2 separate regions of the Pan troglodytes genome follow, and region 2 is linked to region 1. A link is a contact called in public Hi-C data. All regions are on one chromosome and are shown on one strand. Each heading gives the region's core, a stretch centred on a gene start, on an enhancer-like site or on the middle of the called end of the contact. The rest is flanking DNA. Distances are from core to core; before and after follow the strand shown. Region 1 has its middle 140 kb from the start of MYEOV. Region 2 holds the start of CCND1 (cyclin D1).

Region 1 (6,420 bases), core at 1,831-4,330:
AACCACCTGCATAGGTTTGTGGGCTAAGGCCAGGAAGTCCTTGGGGAGGGGGGAGGGGCAGGGTATGATCACAAGGGGGAAGCAGCAGAATGAGACCTGAGACGGGGCAGATATTTGACACACTGGGAGACTGAGGCCTGGGGAGGGGACATGGCTGCCCAGGCCACACTGCCAGTGACAGTAGCTGAGACTGGTACCTGGGCAGCTGAGGCCAAAGTGCAGAGGCTCAACCTCCGCAGGACATCTGCAGAGCCGTGAGGATCTGCCGTGACTTTCAGGAGTTTTCTTTCTTTTTCTCTATTTGTGGAATTAAAATTAAATGCTGAAATCAGCTAGGGAAGCTGGAGCGCTGGTCCCAACCCCGACAGGACCCACGCCTCCCCATGCCCAGCCCCACCCCGGCCCAGGCAGGCCACTCTGGATTTCCAGGGCCCGACCCTTCCCTGCTCTGGCTGGCTCCGACTTCCAGGCCCCAGGCCCTGGGGAGGGAGGGCTCCGGACTGAATTCCTAAGGCCGGATGGTGCAGGGTGGGAAGACCCACCTCCTGGGAGGTTGCTGGTTCATGAATTCGAAGGATCCTCCTTTGAATTTTCAAGAGGTGACACCTGAGACCTGCGAGAAAAAGAGCAAAGCTGCCGCTGCCTGGGAAACCCAAGGCCAGACAAAGGCAAAGGCAGGAGGCTGGTCAGGGCCCAGGAGTGGGGCGAAGCTGGGGGGCTTCAGGAAGAGTGGGCAGGCCAGGCCCACGTGCTCTCAGCTATCCTGGAGGCCCAAACTCATGGGCCCCCAGGGCCCAAATGCACCCTTCACAGCACTCCCTAGAGAAAGGGGCAGGAAGGAAGGGGCAGGCCCTACTCCAAAAGTCGGGACCTAGAGCCTGCTGGTTCCCTCCAGGTTCAGTGCAGGGCTCCCAGCATTGAACTGAGGAGGGGACCACACCTCATCCAGGGGAACGGATGAGGTCACCCAGGGAGAAGAAGGGTAGAGAGAAAAGAGAAGAAACCAAGGAACCCCCAAATCCCAAGGACCGGTGCTGGGAGCCCCACATTGAACTTGCTGGGGAGGCTTACAAGTAGGTGCCATAGAAGACCAGAGACCTACCCAGGCAGGGGTCTGCATCCTGTGGCCATGCCCTCGCCTGGGACCTCAAGGGGGATGTGGGCATCGGACTACCCCAGGCACTTGGACTGCTGCTGTGTGACCATGGGAGGCTCACAGCCCTCTCTGAGCCTGGGCATCCAGGAGCAAAGTCCCTTGGAGTGAGTGCTCGGCACCTAGCGAGGACACGCTTCCTTAATGAGTTGCCCATATCCTTACCCTGGGCCAGATGTTAGGAATTTGAGCTGCCGGCACAGGTCAGGGGCCAGCTCGGGGCAGGCACGGGGTGGGAGGGTCCACCCAGGAGCAAACTGCATTCTTGTTGGGTTTTTTTTTTTTTTAACGGTCTGCCCTCTTGTCCTTCCCCTTTTGTGTTTGTCCCTTTCTTCTTCTGCCACCCTCTTCTGAGGCTTTTGGGATCTTCAAATTAGTTGAATGCTGGGACGACAACGGGTTTGGAAACACACAAGTCAACTCTAATCTGATCCTCCACATTTGGAGGAAGAGACAAGACTTTTGTCCCCCCGGGGCAGTGCCTCCGCCACCGCCACCGCAGTGACGTTTCAGAAGTCTTCCAACAGCTCAGATTCTCTGGCAGTCCCTCTTTGCATAATCCACCGGAATCTGCCAGACAAAAGCCACTTGGGAGTGAATTTGGGATATAGGCAACATGGAGGAAGCTGTTCTGTTGAGACAGATGTTCTCAGGATATCCACAGCCTCAGACCACACCGAGAAGAGCAGGAGCTCATGTTTGGGCTCTGAACCCAAACCAGCAGCGACTTGAACCAGAACGCGGGGCTGGGATTCTCCCAGGTGTGGGCTTGTGTGGGCTTCTGGGCAGCCCCATCTCAACAGAGTGTTGGGAAACCGAGCTAGGTCCGTCTCGCCTGTGGGATGGCAGGGGTGCTTCTGCTCCGGCAAGGTGTGGCGGCCGCTGACCACTCGGCCCGGAGTTCTGGCTGCCCATGGGGCAGAGTGTCCAAGCATGACCCAAGGGGTCTTCCCAGCCTGGGGCCACTGACGGGCAGGTGACACAGATACCTCGCCTGGCTTGGTGCACCTACAAATTGTATCCTGGATTTGTTAGCCATTCAGCAACGGTCCGCTAAATGATGAGTACAAGCCAGCACCCTAGGAATTGCAGGTGTAACAGCAAATGGGATAAAGACGCCGCCCTAACAGGGCTCACTGTGGAAGAGATGGGAAATCCAGACCCACAGCTAAGGGCAGGGCCAGAGGGTGCTGAGTGCTGGACGAAGTGAGACGAGGGAAGCGGGTGTGGACTGAATTGCAACCCCCCTCCAACAAGATGTTTATGTTGAAGTCTTAACCCCCAGGACCCCGGAACATTTCCTGATTTGGAGATAGGGCCTTTACAGTGGTCACCAAGTTCTGAGGAGGCCATTAGGGTGGGCCCTAATCCAATATGACCGCAGTCCTACTAAAAGAGGAAGTTCAGGCACAGAGGCTGCGTGGGAGGGAAGCTGATGTGGAGAGGCATGGGCCACCTGCAAGCCAAGGAGAGAAACCTGGGCCAGTTCCTTCCCCGCAGCCTCAGAAGGAGCCTGCCCTGCTGACACCTTGATCTTGGACTTTCATTTCTATCAGTTAATCTGCCTGGTCTGCGGATCTTTTGGCCTAGCATATGGGGCTTGTACTCCACACGTCTCCCAGGGCTCTGCAGGCCAGCACCGGGGACCCCACCCATGTTATGCTCCACTTTCCAGGGAGGGAAACTGAGGCTCACAGAGGTGAAGTCACCCTGACAAGCCCCACAGACCATGGCCCAGGCTTGCTAGACTCTAGGGACAGAGCCCTTCTTCCCCTCAATGAGGCCACTGACCTCGCCAGGTGAACGGTGTTGGTGCAGCAGGGCATGAACTAGCTCACGTGCCTGGCCCACTGGCCAGACCACAGCATGGCTCTAGCTGCCCCATCCCTGGCTGCATTGCTCACAGCCGACAGGGGCAGACAGGTGTAGACACAGCCGCCCAGCCCTGCAGCCCGGCATCCCAGGAATGTGGTCAGCCACCCACACCACTGCCCCCACCCCAGCCAGGCGTGCTGTGTCAGCCCTGGGCCCTCCTGCCCTTCCCTCCAAGCCCCCCAGGTCGCCCAACTCCCAGGGCGGCTGCATTCACTATTCATCCCCCAGGGGAAGAAAGGCCAGGACCAGGGGCTGGCCCTGGGCCTGCACCAACCAGGGGTCCTGCTCTAAGGGCCTGACAGCTGCTGCTTTGCCCTTAGAGGAAAGGAGACTTTTAGAGAGACAGGAGGAAAGAGAGAGCAAGAGAGAGTGAGAGAGAGGGACTGAGAGAGAGAGAGAGAGAGAGAGACAGGGAGAGAGGGAGAGAGAGAGAGACAGAGAGAAAGGGAGAGAGAGACAGAGAGCGAGAGAGAGACAGAGACAGAGAGACAGAGAGAAAGGGAGAGAGAGAGACAGAGAGGCAGAGACAGAGAACACTCCAACCCAAATTATCCTGTTCCAGTTTTGAGCACAGCTTGGAGGTGTCCCCCTGCTAGGGGAGGGGTTCCAGACTCCAATGTGTCTCTTTAGTGAAGAATGCCCTGAAAGCCTTCTAGAGAATTGTGGGTGCTTCTCCCACCCACCCCATCTTGTTGGGAGCCTTGCTGATTGAATACCTGGCTCCCCTGAATACGTCTCGGGACACTGCAAGTCAGAGGGCGGGCACAAGTGCCGGCACCAGGCTTCACCGCCACAGTGACCCTCAGGGTGGGTCTGGGGGGCAGAAAGGTCACGCCCTTCCTTTGAAGACAAGGGGCCAACGGGGGTGGGGAGGGGTCTTCCCTCTGAACACCTCCTCCTCCCCTCTCTTGCTGCACTGGGGCCCCAGCGGCTGCCTTTCCTCATACAAACCAGGTTGTACAGCCTGATCCACTAGGGAGAGCCTGGCGTGGGGGCGGGTGAGTCCTGACTGCAGGGGAGACGTGCAAGCGAGGAAGGGTGGTCCTGAGGAAGGGTGGTCCGCAGGGAGACTTCAGCCTCCAGAGACAGGTGGCCGCAGCTCCCCTAAGTCGCATCCCATCCCCTAGTCCAAAGCGCAGTGTCTGGTCACAGTGAGGCCCCAAAAAGGCTGGGCCTGTGTGGACACACTTCTTGCTTATTGCTTCCACTAACCCCACAAAGAAGACAGCTCCATTTCACAGATGAGGAACCTGAGTCGTGAGAGGTTAAAAGACTAGGGTGAGGGCACGGGATTGCAGTGGGCAAAGCCAGGCTCCTTCCACGGTGCACCCTGGCACTCACTCAGAGGAGGCTCTGAATACAAAACCAGGATTGCACTGAGATAGCCCTGCTGTTTCCGCGTGGACGTGGAATGAAGTCAGCCCTGGCGATGCCAGAGAGAGACAGGCGGAGAGACGATCAGAGCCTCCCGGCTCCTAGTGGCTCAGGTGTGGCCCGGTGTGAAAACCTCAACCGTCCCAGAATTGAGGTGCTGAAGGCTCCTCTTGTTCCCTGATCAGCCAGACATTGGCTCCGGGACCAAGGCGGGGCCCACGTAGGGTCTGGTTGGTGGGGTGGGCCTGCCCATGGCCCTGACAGCCCCCGTTGTCCTAGGCAGGGAGTGGGGGACAGGTATTCAGGGCCTGGAGAGGTATTCCCAGGACAGGCGGGCTGTGGGGTGTGTGGGCGCTCCCGGGAGGTCCTGGCAGCCGCCAAGTGCAAACCCAGGCCTGCAGACAAAGGAGAGGGTACAGACGCAGTCAGCCCCCAGACCCACCGCCAGCGCCCGGGTGCACTGGGCCCTGCGTCTAAGGAAGCCCCTTACCCCTTGGGTTTGCCTCTTTTCTTTGGAAACACAGCAAGACAGACCAGCCTGATTTCCTGCTGCACTCTGTACAGACGTCCCCACAAGCCCCCAGGGTCCTCCCAGGGACCACCCCAAGGCTCCATCTCCCCCTCCACCCCTTGCAAGGCACATATTTACACCCCATCCCAGGACGACCTCTGCATCCCTGAACCTAGTGGGAATCCATTAGCCCACCTTTGTCCTGCAGGGAACTCTCTCACTCCCAGCCCTAGAGCCCCTGCTGGCTCCTGCTGTCTGCAGAACAAAGCCCTGAGACCTCCCACACCTGGCCCTCCCAGCCTCATCCTGAGGCACTCAGCCCTCCACCCCCAAGGCCTCCAGCACACTTGTCATCTTTCCCCTGGAGGCCCCACACCCTGCCAAGGTCCTGCACCTCCCTGCATCTGAGCTTCCCACGTGGACTCCCCTTTCTCCCAGCAATGACTCCCCTTAAGACCCAAATTAGCACCCCCTCCTCCAGGAAGTCTTCCAGTTGTCCTGGTGGTGGCTTCTGCCTGTCCCTCCTACTTAGAGCCCTGGAGTGGCTGAATGCTGCACCCATTCGCCCCGCAACACCAAACAGTACGGCCAGGGAAACCCGTGAGTGTGACCTTATTTGCAAAAGGAATCCTTGCGCATGCAGGGAAGGCAAAAGATCTTGAGATGAGATCATCCTGGACTAGGGTGGGCCCTAAATCCAATAACAAGTGTCCTTATAAGAAGAAGAAAGGACAAAGAGAGACCGGGGAGAGGATCTGCTGCGTCAAGCTGGCTTTAAGGCCGAGCAAGGAGCCAATGACCTTGGGTGGACCTTGGCCACACCTTGGCTGTTGACCCCAGCCCAGGCCCACTGCTCCCACCTCTTGCTTTCCTCAGAGAGGCCCATGAAGAGCAAGGCCACATGATGATGGAGGCAGAGGGTGAAGCGATGAGGCCACAAACCAGGGAATGCCAAGGGCGGCTGAAGCCACCAGAAGAGCCAGGAGAGGAACCAGGGATGGGTTCTTTGCCTTACAGCCCTCAGAGGCACCAACCCCGCTGACACCTGGATCTCCACTCCTAGCCTCCAGAACTGTGCAAGAGTACGTTTCTGCCTCTTTCTGTAGGAAACCACCCAGGGTATGGTGATTTGTATGGCAGCCCCCGACACTCTGGCAAGCTCTATCCCAGCGTCCCCTCCTCCCATCAGCTGTGACCTCATGTTCCTCTCCTGGACTCTGTTGGATTCATGGCAAGAATATCTCAATAAACGCATGTTAAAGGAATGATCTGTCAGGGGTGCTTCACCACCTCATGCTTCCATCTGAAGACTCAGCTCCTCCCAAGGGCTTATCTGGATGGTTCATCCAACTTCTTGCAAGCATAATAAGAGCAGGAAGCCAGGTGCGTAAGAATGATGTACTGATCAGGATTCCGGTTAGGCTATTATAGCAAAGACTGCAAAATACAGTAGCAGAAGCCTGGCTGTTGATTTCTTTTTCCCACAGGAGCCCACATAGTCAATCCA
Region 2 (6,420 bases), core at 1,560-4,059, 200 kb after region 1:
CCGCCCTGGTGGAAAAGCGGGTGCGGGAGGTCGCCGGCGAAAGGTCGGGACTGGTCCCTGCACCACCCGCCCCCAACCCAAGCCCCGAGCCCCGCGGCGCGCAGCCGCGCTGAGTCCCGGGGTCTGCGTCGCGGCGCGCCGGTTCCTGAATGAACGCGCTCCCTTCCCCCGCCTGAATGAAGGTTCCCACAGCCAGGGACGGTGGCGAACACGCGCCTGCAGCGGAATTCGCTTTCTCCTGACCGACCATCCGCCCAGGCCGCGGTCACCAGGGCGGGGGCCAGGGGGCGAGGAAAGCGTGAAGGTGATTTCAGTTAATTTTGGATTTTCTTTCAAACAACGTGGTTACCCTCCCGACTGGGCCACTTGCCCTTTGTCTCCAAGTGGTCACCAAGAAATAAGAACAGAGCACTTTAAATGAGCCCAGAATCCGCAGTTCCTGCTTCGTGGTGGGTTTTAAGAAGACAGTGTAAAGTAAAACTGCAACAGAAAAGTTTTTTAAAGTTGCTTTTCTCTTTGGAAAAAATAAAATCAAAATGCTTTCTCTGCGCTTCTTGAAGCAATGACCCTCAAAAGCCCAGAGGTATTGGCCCCCTCGGGGGACCCGGGGGCCGCCAAGCAGGGTTCCCCCAGGTGGGGGCTGGGCAGCTGGCGCTCCCCGCCGGGGCCCAAATTCCAGCGCCTCCCCCGCGGGTTCCTGGACGGCTCTTTACGCTCGCTAACCGGGCTTGCAATTTTGCGCTCGTCCCTGAGCCGGGAAATCAACGAAGTTCCTAGTCGAGATCTGCCGGGTCCGCCTAGTAACAGCGCCGCGCCCCCATTGGCTCATGCTAATTCCAGTTTCCTCGGTCTTGCGCCCGGGATGGGGGGGTGAAGCTCCCTCCTGGACCCAGAGCCGGTTTTGCCGGAGTGGGCGAGCCTCTTTATGCCCTGCTGCCCCTAGCCGACTTCGGCCCGCTTCGCGCCTCGGGCTGGGCCAGGGCGCACGCGGGGCTCGGGGCCCCTCGCCCCCCCGGATGGGAGAGGCCGGGTGATAGCTCCGGGCCCCATAAATCATCCAGGCGGCCGCCGGGTCGGGATTTTATGAATGAAAAAGCAGCTGGGCCGCCCTGGTGCGCGGGCTGATGCTCTGAGGCTTGGCTATGCGGGGGCCAACGCGATTGTGGGTGCTCGGGGAGTGGGGGGGGCACGACCGTAGGTGCTCCCTGCTGGGGCAACCCATCGCTCCCCATGCGGAATCCGGGGGTAATTACCCCCCAGGACCCGGAATATTAGTAATCCTAATTCCCGGCGGGGGAGGGGGCGCGGGAGGAATTCACCCTGAAAGGTGGTGGGGGGGGGGGGGGGGTTCGCATCTTGCTGTGAGCACCCTGGCGAAGGGGAGAGGGCTTTTTCTATCCGTTTTCTTTGAGCTTTTACTGTTAAGAGGGTACGGTGGTTTGATGACACTGAACTATATTCAAAAGGAAGTAAATGAACAGTTCTCTTAATTTGGGGCAGGTACTGTAAAAATAAAAACAAAAGTTAAGACAGTAAAATGTCCTTTTATTTTTTAACGCACCAAAGAGACAGAACCTGTAATTTTAAAAACTGTGTATTTTAATTTACATCTGCTTAAGTTTGCGATAATATTGGGGACCCTCTCATGTAACCACGAACACCTATCGATTTTGCTAAAAATCAGATCAGTACACTCGTTTAATTGATAATTGTTCTGAATTATGCCGGCTCCTGCCAGCCCCCTCACACTCACGAATTCAGTCCCAGGGCAAATTCTAAAGGTGAAGGGACGTCTACACCCCCAACAAAACCAATTAGGAACCTTCCGGTGGTCTTGTCCCAGGCAGAGGGGACTAATATTTCCAGCAATTTAATTTCTTTTTTAATTAAAAAAAAATGAGTCAGAATGGAGATCACTGTTTCTCAGCTTTCCATTCAGAGGTGTGTTTCTACCGGTTAAATTGCCGGCACGGGAAGGGAGGGGGTGCAGTTGGGGACCCCCGCAAGGACCGACTGGTCAAGGTAGGAAGGCAGCCCGAAGAGTCTCCAGGCTAGAAGGACAAGATGAAGGAAATGCTGGCCACCATCTTGGGCTGCTGCTGGAATTTTTGGGCATTTATTTTATTTTTTGAGCGAGCGCACGCTAAGCTGAAATCCCTTTAACTTTTAGGGTTACCCCCTTGGGCATTTGCAACGACGCCCCTGTGCGCCGGAATGAAACTTGCACAGGGGTTGTGTGCCCGGTCCTCCCCGTCCCTGCATGCTAAATTAGTTCTTGCAATTTACACGTGTTAATGAAAATGAAAGAAGATGCAGTCGCTGAGATTCTTTGGCCGTCTGTCCGCCCGTGGGTGCCCTCGTGGCGTTCTTGGAAATGCGCCCATTCTGCCGGCTTGGATATGGGGTGTCGCCGCGCCCCAGTCACCCCTTCTCGTGGTCTCCCCAGGCTGCGTGTGGCCTGCCGGCCTTCCTAGTTGTCCCCTACTGCAGAGCCACCTCCACCTCACCCCCTAAATCCCGGGGGACCCACTCGAGGCGGACGGGGCCCCCTGCACCCCTCTTCCCTGGCGGGGAGAAAGGCTGCAGCGGGGCGATTTGCATTTCTATGAAAACCGGACTACAGGGGCAACTCCGCCGCAGGGCAGGCGCGGCGCCTCAGGGATGGCTTTTGGGCTCTGCCCCTCGCTGCTCCCGGCGTTTGGCGCCCGCGCCCCCTCCCCCTGCGCCCGCCCCCGCCCCCCTCCCGCTCCCATTCTCTGCCCGGCTTTGATCTCTGCTTAACAACAGTAACGTCACACGGACTACAGGGGAGTTTTGTTGAAGTTGCAAAGTCCTGGAGCCTCCAGAGGGCTGTCGGCGCAGTAGCAGCGAGCAGCAGAGTCCGCACGCTCCGGCGAGGGGCAGAAGAGCGCAAGGGAGCGCGGGGCAGCAGAAGCGAGAGCCGAGCGCGGACCCAGCCAGGACCCACAGCCCTCCCCAGCTGCCCAGGAAGAGCCCCAGCCATGGAACACCAGCTCCTGTGCTGCGAAGTGGAAACCATCCGCCGCGCGTACCCCGATGCCAACCTCCTCAACGACCGGGTGCTGCGGGCCATGCTGAAGGCGGAGGAGACCTGCGCGCCCTCGGTGTCCTACTTCAAATGTGTGCAGAAGGAGGTCCTGCCGTCCATGCGGAAGATCGTCGCCACCTGGATGCTGGAGGTGCGGGGCTTCGGGCGGCTCTCTTAAGACTTCCCTGCAACTTGTTGCCCAGACCCACGTTTCTTTGCTACTCACCCCCCTCCCTTCTCTCCCGCTAGAACTTTGAAGTTTGCCGTGGTGTTGCTAGGGATCCGTATTTTCAAAATAAAAATTGTGGGTATTTTCTGAAGGAGGAAGGGGTGGGGGTGGGGGTGCTAGAAGTTGCGTTTCGTGGGAGGGGAGAAGGGGGTCGGGGAGGGGTGCCTTCGGGAGAAGCCAGTGCCAGGGGCACCCCAATGGGCCCGAGGGTGCGGGCTGGCAGGCTGGGTGCGCTTTGTGTCCCCCGCCTGCGCCCCAGCCCGGCTGCGCCTCAGCGGCCGGGAGCCGCCAACTCCGGGGGGAGGGGGCATAGATTTGATTTTTAAATTAATATCCATGGACACGTATGCAAAGGCCGCTCGTGCCAGTATTATGCGCCATCTTTGCTCTTTTATTGCAAAGCAAAAGTGTTTATTAATAATTGGGGGCAGGGTGGGGGCGGGGAGCGGCCGCCGGGCGCTGGGGCCGCAGCTAGGGGCCGCGCGGCTGCCGGGAGCCCGCGGGAGGGGCGCAGGGACGCGGCATGGGTAGTTTTGGGGGGACCCCGCTAGGGAAGGGGGGGCCTTTGTTCAAGCAGCGAGTCCCGGGGCGCCCCGAACGGGCAGCCTGGGCCGGAGAGCACGGCGAGCTGCAAGGTCGCGTGGCCCCCAAGACGCCAGGGCTTGATCCCCGTCTGCAGGGATATCGGCTTGGAGGACCTTCTCCGAGCGAGCCGGGGGCCTGGGAGCACATTTTCAGACCTTCGGTGGGCGCCTGAGGGGCCCGCAAGTATTTTTAAATAATTTTTGAAAGTGCGGCGTGGTGCCCTTGCGAGAGGGAAACGCCGCCCGCGCCCAGGGGGAAGGGGGGGCCCCGGAGTTTGAATTCCTGGGGCTCCCCCTGGAGCCTGTAACGAACTCCCAACCCCCGGCCTGGGTAAAGGGTCGCCCGAGGGTCATTTTCAGGGTTTTTTTATGCACTTAGTTATTTTTTTAATATTTTTAAATATTTTTTGAAAAGATGACGTCTGGGGAAATGCGGCGCGGCGGCCTGGGACGCCACCTTTGTGTCTCGCAGGCGCGGCGCCCAACCCCGCGGCCCGTTCCGCGGCCCCGCACCCCAGTGGGTGTCGACCCCCAGTCAGAGGGACCACGGAGCTCCAGGGCGGGCCAGGGTCCCGGGGGCCGGCAGCCCGCGCCGCCGCGCACGCCGCCCAGCTGTGCCCGCTCCCGCCCCCACCGTGCCAGCCTCGCGGGGACTTTCCCTTTCAGTTTCGGGGAGGGTGGGTACTGGGGACGCGCGGGGGAGGGGGCGCATCACGGGAAGCTCCTGCCGCCCCCAGCCCCGACCCCTCGGCGCCCTCCAGACCTGGCGGCCCTGCCAAGCGCGATGGGGGGTGCGGGGGCGTGCGGGGGGGGGCGCGACCTGGCGGCGGCGGTCACGGGCCCCGTGCCTCTGTAGGTCTGCGAGGAACAGAAGTGCGAGGAGGAGGTCTTCCCGCTGGCCATGAACTACCTGGACCGCTTCCTGTCGCTGGAGCCCGTGAAAAAGAGCCGCCTGCAGCTGCTGGGGGCCACTTGCATGTTCGTGGCCTCTAAGATGAAGGAGACCATCCCCCTGACGGCCGAAAAGCTGTGCATCTACACCGACAACTCCATCCGGCCCGAGGAGCTGCTGGTAACCACTGGACCCCGCCGCCCCCCGCCCCCCGCGAGCCGCACGCAGGGCCGGGGAAGGTGCAGGCGGTGGCGGCCGGCCCGCCTCTGACATATCTGCTCCTCCGAGGGAGGGCGGCCCCGCCGCCGGGCGTCCCTGTCCGGGGAGCGGGCGGGATCCTAGCCGCCCCCGTCCCGCCGCCCTGTGTGCGCTTGCCTGCGACTCCCACCGCGTTCGCGCCCCGCGGTGTGGCCGAAAAGTGGGCGGCGCGCGCCCTCCAGCGGCTGCACGAGGAGCGCCGCGCTCGGCGCTGAGCCTCCAGTTCCAGGTGGTGGGAGGTCTTTTTGTTTCCACTTGCAGAGTCTTTTCACGCGGCGGGCGCCTTTTCTGTTTTGATCTGGGATTGCGTGTTGCCCCAGCTCCCTTGACTCCCCAGCATTCGCCAGCCCTCCCCTCCAACGTCCAGGACCGCACGAGACGCAGGGGCCAGTGCTCTGAGCCGGAGGTGCGGCGTGGCCCGGCCCCCGTGCTGCCGGCTTCTCCGCGCCCCCGGGGCCGGCCCGCACCTCCCCTGATGGCCGCTCACCCTGTGTTCGCAGCAAATGGAGCTGCTCCTGGTGAACAAGCTCAAGTGGAACCTGGCCGCCATGACCCCGCACGATTTCATTGAACACTTCCTCTCCAAAATGCCAGAGGCGGAGGAGAACAAACAGATCATCCGCAAACACGCGCAGACCTTCGTTGCCCTCTGTGCCACAGGTAGGGCAGGCCCGGCAGCCCCCGGCCTCCCCTTGAGAGCCGGCTCCTTAGGTGACCCTGGCCGGCTTCTTGCTCTCCACCTGGGTGCTGTCTGGGAAGATGTCCCCAGACCCCCTCCTGCGCTGGAGAGCGCTCTTCCAGCTCTGGTGAGCAGAGGCCCTGGATTGTTTGTCACGCTGGATGGAGGGGGATTTGCTCCCTCACGGCCACCATGCAGTACCTTGGGCATTGGTGTGGACGGCTCAGCCTGCCTGTGTCCCGTTACTCTGGCCTCGTCCTTCAGGCCAGGCAGCCTGTGGCCACTCCATGCTGAAAGGGGTTTACCTTGGCCACAGGGCTGCCTCCTTTCTCCACCCACCTCCAGCCCTTCTTGTGTCCTTAAGGAGCCTGAGCTGCAGAGGCCCCCTCCTGGCCTCTCCCAGGCTGGGCTACCTGCCAGAGGCGCCTCCAGGGGCGGGGAGAGCTGTCGGCCTGCCTGCACCACGTGCTCTGGGCAGCCGAGTGCAGGGGTGTCCAGCAGAGGAGCTCGGCTGCCTGAGGCCCTGCCAGGGGTGCCGCCAGCCAGCCGGGCTCAGCTGAGCCCTGAGGGGGCGCTTCAGAGCACTCTCAGCTTGGGCCGCCACCGTGGGCAGCAGAAGCACCCAGTCCTCACTTCCCCTGGCATGGCCCCAGAGGCCCCTCCCTGACATGGCCTTGGCCCCAGAACCCAGTGGGGACAGACTCGCACATACACAGGGTGCCGCCTCCT

Evidence for each region. A called contact is a pair of places that touch in the nucleus more often than the background predicts.
Region 2: a Hi-C map of stem cell-derived neural progenitor cells shows a contact between it and region 1, with 5 times the contacts expected there. The contact joins the promoter of CCND1 here to the enhancer-like site in region 1. A contact is called at or near these places in 3 of 7 Hi-C or Micro-C datasets (induced pluripotent stem cells and stem cell-derived neural progenitor cells) and 1 of 1 datasets of contacts at active chromatin or transcription factors (stem cell-derived excitatory neurons).

The regions. Positions count from the first base shown.
Region 1 is chr9:71,489,976-71,496,395 of NHGRI_mPanTro3-v2.0_pri, forward strand. No RefSeq gene overlaps it. Among named protein-coding and RNA genes, the nearest start is that of MYEOV, 140 kb to the left of the region's middle. Within about 2 kb of position 3,081, at least 4 of the 24 cell types and tissues checked have an H3K27ac peak or open chromatin away from gene starts, as enhancers often do. A contact at or near this core is called in induced pluripotent stem cells and stem cell-derived neural progenitor cells, where this site is marked.
Region 2 is chr9:71,694,878-71,701,297 of NHGRI_mPanTro3-v2.0_pri, forward strand. CCND1 (cyclin D1) reads left to right here and starts at 2,810. Exons shown (of 5, transcript XM_016921434.3): 1 at 2,810-3,200; 2 at 4,719-4,934; 3 at 5,513-5,672. The coding sequence starts at 3,003.